3 separate regions of the Sus scrofa genome follow, and regions 1 and 2 are each linked to region 3. Evidence: chromatin contacts called from public promoter capture Hi-C data. All regions are on one chromosome and are shown on one strand. The core of a region is the stretch at or near the end of the contact, and the rest is flanking DNA. Distances in the headings are between cores, read along the strand shown.

What was found. Promoter capture Hi-C pulls out the DNA fragments that hold promoters and counts their contacts.
Region 1: a promoter capture Hi-C map of liver shows a contact between it and region 3, with 4 times the contacts expected there. The contact joins the promoter of KIAA1161 here to the promoter of SIGMAR1 in region 3. A contact is called at or near these places in 2 of 5 promoter capture datasets (fetal liver and liver), 1 of 47 Hi-C or Micro-C datasets (heart right ventricle) and 2 of 2 datasets of contacts at active chromatin or transcription factors (alveolar macrophages and skeletal muscle).
Region 2: a contact with region 3 is called in a promoter capture Hi-C map of fetal liver, with 2.7 times the contacts expected there. The contact joins the promoter of NUDT2 here to the promoter of SIGMAR1 in region 3. A contact is called at or near these places in 1 of 5 promoter capture datasets (fetal liver), 2 of 47 Hi-C or Micro-C datasets (liver and retroperitoneal adipose tissue) and 1 of 2 datasets of contacts at active chromatin or transcription factors (alveolar macrophages).

What each region holds. Positions count from the first base shown.
Region 1 is chr10:32,435,003-32,437,702 of Sscrofa11.1, reverse strand. It overlaps KIAA1161, which reads right to left and starts at 1,354. Exons shown (of 2, transcript XM_021064686.1): 1 at 894-1,354. It also overlaps a transcript of C10H9orf24 not described here.
Region 2 is chr10:32,465,550-32,468,249 of Sscrofa11.1, reverse strand. NUDT2 (nudix hydrolase 2) reads left to right here and starts at 1,415. Exons shown (of 4, transcript NM_214309.2): 1 at 1,415-1,498. All of the region lies in intron 2 of KIF24 (kinesin-like protein KIF24), which reads right to left.
Region 3 is chr10:32,159,329-32,162,028 of Sscrofa11.1, reverse strand. SIGMAR1 (sigma non-opioid intracellular receptor 1) reads right to left here and starts at 1,262. Exons shown (of 4, transcript XM_003130653.4): 1 at 924-1,262; 2 at 578-778; 3 at 351-443. The coding sequence starts at 1,074.

The sequences.
Region 1 (2,700 bases), core at 105-2,604, 280 kb before region 3:
GCAGATGCAGCTGAGATCCCAAGTTACTGTGGCTGTGGTGTAGGCCAGCAGCTTCAGCTCTGATTCGATATCTAGCCTGGGAAACTTCATATGCCACGGATGCGACCCTAAAAAGAAAAAGAAAAAGAAAAAAAAAAAAAAAAGACAAAATGGAGGCTTAACCCTCCATGGTATTAAGTTTTAGGAATGGAAGATAATGGTCTGACTGGCTATCTGAACACAGCAAAGGAGATCTGTGGCCAAGAGGGTGGGATAGGCTTCCATTAGGTGGGTGTGGGCATGGTGAGGCCTGTCTTCCCAAGGGCTGGTGCTGCTGCTTGCTTCAGGAAGGTTTCTGGTGGTGGGAAGTGGCAATTTTTGTGGCATCTGGTACAGGGGCTGTGGGGGAGGAACTGTGATTCCGGCGTTAACGGTGGAGCTAGAGACCCCTGTAATCCGCAGCCTCCGCCATCTGGACAAACTCCCGCTAATACTGGCAGGTGGGGTTTGCCCTAGCCAAGCCTCTGCCCACTAGACACTCAACCTCAGTCTTGGCTGACAGCCCCTAGCGGGGTCTGAAGGCGGGGGCGGCGGGGGGGGGCGGGGCAGCGGGCCCAGCCCAACTGACGGGAGGCCATTCCATGTCAAGCGGTTTGTCGAACACAAGATTCCGGGGGTAGGGTGGGATTGGAAATGTCAAAGGCAACTCGATCCGGCCCATCTCCCTGTCCTGCCCAGCGTCGGGATCCAGGGGATCGAGTGACCGAGTCTACAGCCTGGAATCCCCCACCCCCCACCTCCCGCGCTGCAGCTACAAGGTCCGAAGGGACAGACTGAGGTCAAGGGACCAGTGCCCGCTGGGAACCGCGGCCGGAGGAGGGGCCCAGGTGTCCAGGCTCGCCACACCTACTTACTCGTTTGTAGGAGCGAAAGTTCAGGAAATGTCCTCCCTCGGCAACCTCCCAAGGACTTCCCGCTAGGCTCATTCAAGGCAGTCGACTCCAGAAGTGAAGGTAAAGGGGAGGCTCCCGCCGAGCCCCTCCACGCTAGCTGAAGTTGAGTGGCAACAGCGCAGCGCGGGGCGCCGCCTCACTGAAGACAGCTGAGGCCCTCCTCGGGCCCCGCCCCCTGGCCGCTCGGCCACGCCCCGGTCTTTTGGTCTCGCCTAGAGTCGTGGAGTCCACCTGAGTCCGTGGAGCAAGACCATCCTCCCACAGTGTCACGAGGACTTGAGGCCACGCCCCTTAGCTTCCGTGCCTCCCCCTACACCCCCGCGCCACTCCTCCTCTGCTCTGTGCCCAACTCCGGGCAGCTTGGGCCCTCTGCCAGCCTGGAACCTCCCAAGCCCGCCTCCTCAGCCTTCAGAACCCCGCCCCCTCCCCCGCGGCCATTGCTTACCCTCAAGAGGGCGGCTCTCTGCCCCAGGCCTGCTGGGAAATGTAGTTCTGGAGAAAGGTGCAACTGTCGAACTTTATTATATAGAGTCCTCCAACCTCTGGGCTAAATTTGGGAATCGTCTGAGGAGGAGAGAGCTGCCGGGCAAAGGGGCGGAGCCGAACCCTTGGGATTTATTTTTCTCCAGATGTGAGCAGCTTGAGGTCGTCTGGGTATAACGCTTATTAGGTCTCCATAGGGGAAAAATTTCACCACATGGTGTTAGGGTAGCGAAATTCTGGGAGGATCTCAGTGGTTCAATGCAGGTTAGATCCAATCAAGGACCCCACAGAGGGAGCTTAGTTCCACCAGCTTGGAGGCCCAACCTGTACATTCCCACTAGACCAGACCACAGCATCTGAGATCAGGAACTGAGAAGACAAGCTTCTGCTCGGTATTTTGCAACGCCTTTCCCCATCCACTGCCCCCCACTCCCCTTGATGAAAGCCATTAGAAGTACCCATGCTGGAGTTCCCACTGTGGCTCAGTGGGTTAAGAATCTGACTAGTATCCATGAGGATGTGGGTTTGATTCTTTGTCTCCCTCAGTGGGTTAAAGGTAAAAGGATCTGCAGTTGCCCTGAGCTGTGCTCTAGGTCACAGATGCAGCTAGGATCTGGCTTTGCTGTGGCTGTGGTTGTGGCCAGCAGCTGCAGCTCTGATTTGACCCCTAGCCTGGGAACTTCCTGTGGCCCTAATGACAAAAAAAAAAAAAAAAAGAAAGAAAGAAAGAAAACCCATGCTACAAGGAAGTGGGCATGCCTCACCATACTTCTCCCTCCAGGGGGAACTGGGTGCAAACATACGGAAGATCCTAGAGATTTTGGAACACCCCACCCCTTCCTCCCAGGGCTTTGTTTTATAATTTGAAATTTCTTGGTCATGAAACCCTTCAAAATTGTTTGGACCCCTTGGACTTGGGTGGGCATGGCAGCAAGGGTATCTGAACAGAGACTTTTAGGCTGTGATGGAGGCTCTGGGAACAGAGATCAAGAACGTTGGGAATAGGGACATGGCTCTGACTGCAGAATGGAGGCATGGAGGTGAAGGGACATCTAAGCTTGGGGGATAGTGGGGAAATGTCAGCTGTAGGGCTCTCCTGGGGTTGAGAGGTAGATGGGCCCTCCCGCATGGCTAGTTTGGGCTCTGAGGTGGAAAGGAGGAGGACATGCCCCTCATAGGAATATTATGTGTCAGGAGGGCACTCCGGACCACCCAAGGGAAATATTGAGGTGATGAAATGGACAAGGCGACTTTGAGAACTGCATCGCAGTTGAGGGGGCTTGGC
Region 2 (2,700 bases), core at 166-2,665, 310 kb before region 3:
CAACAACAGAATGGTTTTGTTTTGGTTTTTTGGGGTTTTTTTGTCTTTTTGCCTTTTCTAGGGCTGCTCCCATGGCATATGGAGGTTCCCAGGCTAGGGGTCTAATCGGAGCTGTAGCCGCCGGCCACAGCCACAGCCACGCGGGATCCGAGCCTCGTCTGCAACCTACACCATAGCTCACGACAATGCCAGATCCTTAACCCACTGAGCAAGGCCAGGGATCGAACATGCAACCTTATGGTTCCTAGTCTGATTCGTTAACCACTGAGCCACGACGGGAACTCCAGAATGGTGGGGGTTTTTTTTGTTTTTTTGTTTTTTGTTTTTTGTTTTTTTTAATAAAGGCTAATAGAAAGTCTGATAAAATACACTGGGAGACCAAGACTAAAAACCACAAGACGGAAAGGAAGAATTGTAGCAAGTAATCCAAAAGTTTTCCCTTTCACAAAGAGTGGAAAGGCCAACCGTGAACTTTCAGGTTCTGCTGAATATGAGATTACGATGTCCTCCCCCATACCCATAAAAATAAAAAATAATCTCTGTATGGAAGGAAAAATGCGGCAGGGAATAGAGAGGAATTCAACCTATCTGAGGTGAATTAAATTTAACTCAACAAATATTTCTTGAAAAATCTACATATGTAAAGTTGCTTGCCTTGCCTCAAAGACCTCTGAATTAGATGGGACAAGAGAGGAAACGGGGGTTCGCGGAAGTACACAAATAACCTAAGGCGGAACAAAAATGCTCTAAGAGAGGTTCCAGTTAGGGTTAAGGGTTCAAAGCAAGAGACTCAGAAAAGGCTTCACAGGAGAAGCCAGGAAAAAGGCGAGTTCGCTGGACGTTCGGACACCCGAGAGAAGCCAATCCCCGGTTCCCTTGCAACCACCCGCCTCCTCACGCGCTCGGCGGGCGCCCTGCGGACCTTCTCCCGCGGGGCAGGCACCAAGGCTCCCGACCAGGCCACCCCGCCCCGGTGTTCCCTCGCCATTTCTCACCTCGGAGGCTTCCAAATTCCTCCTCGGTCAACCCTGTCTGAGGACAAGAGAAGACAACACCGAAAGGTGAGAGCCCCTAGGCGGGCGACCGACGCGCACTGTCAGCTCCGGAGCTAGAGACTGCGGCCAGGCCGCATCCCTATGGCAACGCCGCCAAGCGCTGGTTCGAACGCCCGCGCCGACGCCCGCGCGCCGGCAGTCCCGCACATTCCACCAATGGGCATCCAGGGTACTCGGGAACGTGAGCCGCCCTCTCCTCTAGAAGACCAATCAGGACCCGATGAAGCAGTGGGCGTATCCCTCAATTTCCGCTTTTCAACCAATGGTTCCGCGTAAGTGAAAATCTCGCGATGTTCTGAAAGAGAAAACTGGAGCCTTTGAGGCGGGTTCCCATCTTTTTGCCCCAGAGCTGTTGGTTGCCCAGAGCGCAGCCGAGCTCTCCGGATTGGTGGGTGCACCCCAGTCTCTGTCCAGGGCCCGCCTTCTGCCTTTTTCTGCTTCGGGTGAGTAGCCTTAGAGAGGGATCCTTGGCTTTAGTTCTCCGCGGAGAAACTGAGGCTCAGGGCAATGAGAACCTGCAGCTGAATAACTTCCTGTGGCTGCACGGTCAAAGATGGACGTGCTCTCCTCCAAGCTGACAGTGTGGCGTGTGCAGGCCAGGCCCCCGCAGTTCGCAGGATCTCAGTTTTCTTATATGCGCAGGGAGAAGGGAGAGATCAATGGCCCCGCGAGCCTTGCTTAGCCTCATGTAAATGGTGATCGAGTGGGTCTTCAGAATCCCGGAGTTCTGTGTTTAGGGCCCAGCGATCCGAGCGCCATACCTTCTCCTCCCTGGACCTCAGTTTTAACTTTGTTGTTACCCTTTAAACCCTGCCTACTTTCCAAAAGAGGTTTTATATTTTCTAATTACTTCATTTATTGAATCGATAATATTGTAATTATAGCAGAAGTAAAGTCACCCGAGAGTCCCACTACCTAAAACATAACTTACTGGAGTTTTTTTGTGGCTCAGCGGGTTAAGGATCCGCTTTGTTACTGCAGAGGCTTGGGTCACTGCTGTGGCGCGGGTTTCATCTCCAGCCCGGAATTTTCATATGCCAAAGGGCACAGCCAAAACAAAATAGAACAGAAAACTTCCTTTTTCCCTTGTGGCCTGTTTCGTACTCTGTGTATTTGTTATATTTCCTAAGGAAAAAAAATATATATGTTCGAATACCTACGTATACACATATAAATGGCAGATTAAAATAAAATGGTAAATTAAAATTAAAACTCAATGCAATGGAATAGCCAAATGCAGCTAGTATAGAGCAAGGTTGGGAACGATGTTGGGAGATAGGCAGATCTACCTTTTTTTTTTTTTTTTTTTTTTTTTTGCTTTTTAGGGCCGCAGCTTCGGCATATAGAGATTCCCAGGCTAGGGGCCCAATCGGAGCTGTAGCTGCCAGGCCTACACCACAAGCACTGCAATGCCAGATCTGAGCCGCATCTGCCACTTAAACCACAGCTTACGGCAACGCGGGATTCTTAACCCGCTGAGCAAGGCCAGGGATCAAACCTGAATCCTCATGGATGCTAGTCAAACTCGTTAACCGCTGAGCCACGACGGGAACTCCGCAGATCAACTTTTAAGTCACTATCCAGACGTACCTCTGGGCTATAGTTTCCTTTTAGCTCTCCGGAAAACTGACAGTAGCTCCATGTA
Region 3 (2,700 bases), core at 13-2,512:
TTCATTATACAAAAAAAGGAAGACAACTGTCTGTCTCTCTTTGGGGGCAGGAGAGCAGTTCTAATTACCTGTCTCCCCAGCAACTGCTGGAATACTCCATGAGGAAAAGAGTGTCTTAGAAGATAAAAATCAGACCTAGTTAATAGGAAGCTCTTTTGTTTCCTTTTGATAGAGGAAAGCAACAGGGGCTCAGTGACCCTCAGCCAACCACCTGTGGCTCATGTAGGGGGTCAAGGAACAGGAGGAGGGCCCCCTTAACGCACTCCTTTTCCAGGCTATGGCTCTTTCCCCCAACTACAGGCAACCCAGAATGAAGAGACCCACCTCTCTGGCAGAGCCACCCTACCCACCTGGGTAGAAGACCTCACTTTTGGTAGTGCCCTCTCTCCACTGGTGGAAGGTGCCAGAGATGATGGTATCTGAGATCTCAGCCCAATAGCGCCCTGTGGGACAATCAAATGGACACCGCGTATCAGGGTATCGGAACCATCCCATGGCCTGGCCAAACACCAGAAAAGGAGGGCATGGGCCTTTGGACAGCTTCAGCCTCCCAGACCCGCCCGCCTCCAGCACTGACCCGAGTGGCCGCCAGAGCCCAGGGCGGTGCCGAAGAGCAGCACATACTCGGACAGCGAGGCGTGCAGAAGGCACATGGCGCCCATCCAGCCTCCCGCGTTCACGAACACCCACTGCAGTTCCTCATCGGGCAGCACGTGGCCTGGGTGCAGCCGCCGCAGCTCCACGATCAGCCGAGAAAAGGCCAGCTCGTGGTCCAGCCCTGGCGGGGACAGAAGAGTAACAAAGTCTGGGCCAGCACCGGTCTCCAACTGGGGAATGGTGCCCCCGGAACCTCTAGCTCGGTCCGGCCCTCCCTAGCCCGCTTCCCTCCTCCCGTTCACTCACCCGCTCACCCGCCCGCTCACCAGCATACTGCCGCGCCAACAGCGCGATCTCTTCGTGCTCGAAGATGAAACTCTGAGTGCCCAGCCAGATCCAGACCACCTGGGCCAGCACAGCTGCGGCCGCCAGCAGCAGTGCGGCCCATGCCCACCGCCGGCCCACGGGCCACTGCATTCTCGCGAGGGGCCTGGCACAGCGCAGCGCAAAAGGAACCTGGGGCCTGAGGCTGTGACCCTCACTGCCTCCGGGTCTGCGGCTCAGGGTCCACGACCCGTTCCCCCGCCACGGCCGTGGTACGGCTCATCCTGGCCAATCGGAACTGTTGGAGCACCGGGGCACCGCCTCCCGGGTTGAACCATTAGATCGGCAGGAGCGGGGAGCCGGGAGCGCCGAGAGGCCGGGCGACGCCGCGCGCATCAGGCGAGGGGGCGGGGTCAAGCCTTTCCAGCTGCGGGTATTGGGTGCTCTAGTCTGAGTCTCTTCTAGTGCAGTCCTGCTCGCGGGTAGCGGGAAGGTAGTGAGGCTCAGAATGGACTGTCCTGCCGGAGCTCACTGACTGGTGAAGCAGGCAAGCCCGGAAGCAGAGCCTTCCGGGACTTGTGATGCTTAAGGCCCGCCTTTGCTAGCACCGAAGGTGGGAGGAGGTTCCTCAACTTGGGAACGTTATGGAAGGCTTTCTGGAGTGGGTGACACTTGAGCAGTGTCTTTAAGACAGATGGGAAGGTCATTCCGTTGAAGCAGTGAGACCTACCCCTACTCCAAGAGCAAAGGCACCGAGGAGAGACACAGCGCCGGGTCTTCTGGGGACCGACAATTCATTCTTTATTCTGAAGCCCAAAATGTGAGAGGAGGGCCTTTGTAAACCAGCCGAAGGTTATCGCCAGCCAGGGAGTGATAAAGAACAGAAGCAAAAGAGAAAAGAGGCAGCATGGTGCAGTGATAAGAAAGACACTCTGTTCCAGTAAAGTTTTTTTAAAAAATAAATTCACGTTATTATTATTATTATTTTGTCTTTTTAGGGCCGTACCCACAGCATATGGAAGTTCCCAGGCTAGGGGTCAAATTGGAGCTGCAGGCGCCAGCTGTGGTCTGCGACATATACCAGAGCTCGCAGCAATGCCAGATCCTTAACCCACTGATCGAGGCCAGGGGTGGAACCCGCGTCCTCATGGATACTAGTGGGGTTCCCACTGAGCCACAGCGGGAATTCCTAACGTTATATTCTTAAAACTAACTAACTAACTAACTAACTAAGCACTAACTAACTAACTAACTAACTAACAGAAAGACACTCTGGACAGGAATGACTGGGTTAAAAGCCTGGCTTCTGCCACCTACTAGTTGTGTGATCTTGGACAAGTTACTTAAACTATTTGTGACTCAGTCTTCCCACCTGTAAAAGGGGATGAATAAAAGTACACACCTTCAAGAGTTCCCTCACTGTGGGTTAAGCATCTGACATTGTCTCTACAGCAGCCCAGATTACTGCTTAGGCACAGGTTTGATCCCAGCCTGGTCACTGCCATATGTGGTGGGTACAGCCAAAAAAAAAAAAAAAAAAAAGTACATTAATATTTAGTGTCTGGGAATTCCCATTGTGGCTCAGCTGTTAACAAACCCAACTAGTAACCATGAGGACTTGGGTTTGATCCCTGACCTTGCTCAGTGGGTTAAGGATCCAGCATTGCCGGGAGCGGTGGTATAGGTCACAGATGGGGCTCAGATCCTGTGTTGCTATGGCTGTGGTGTAGGCCAGTGGCTACAGCTCTGATTCAGCCCCTAGACTGGGAACCTCCATAT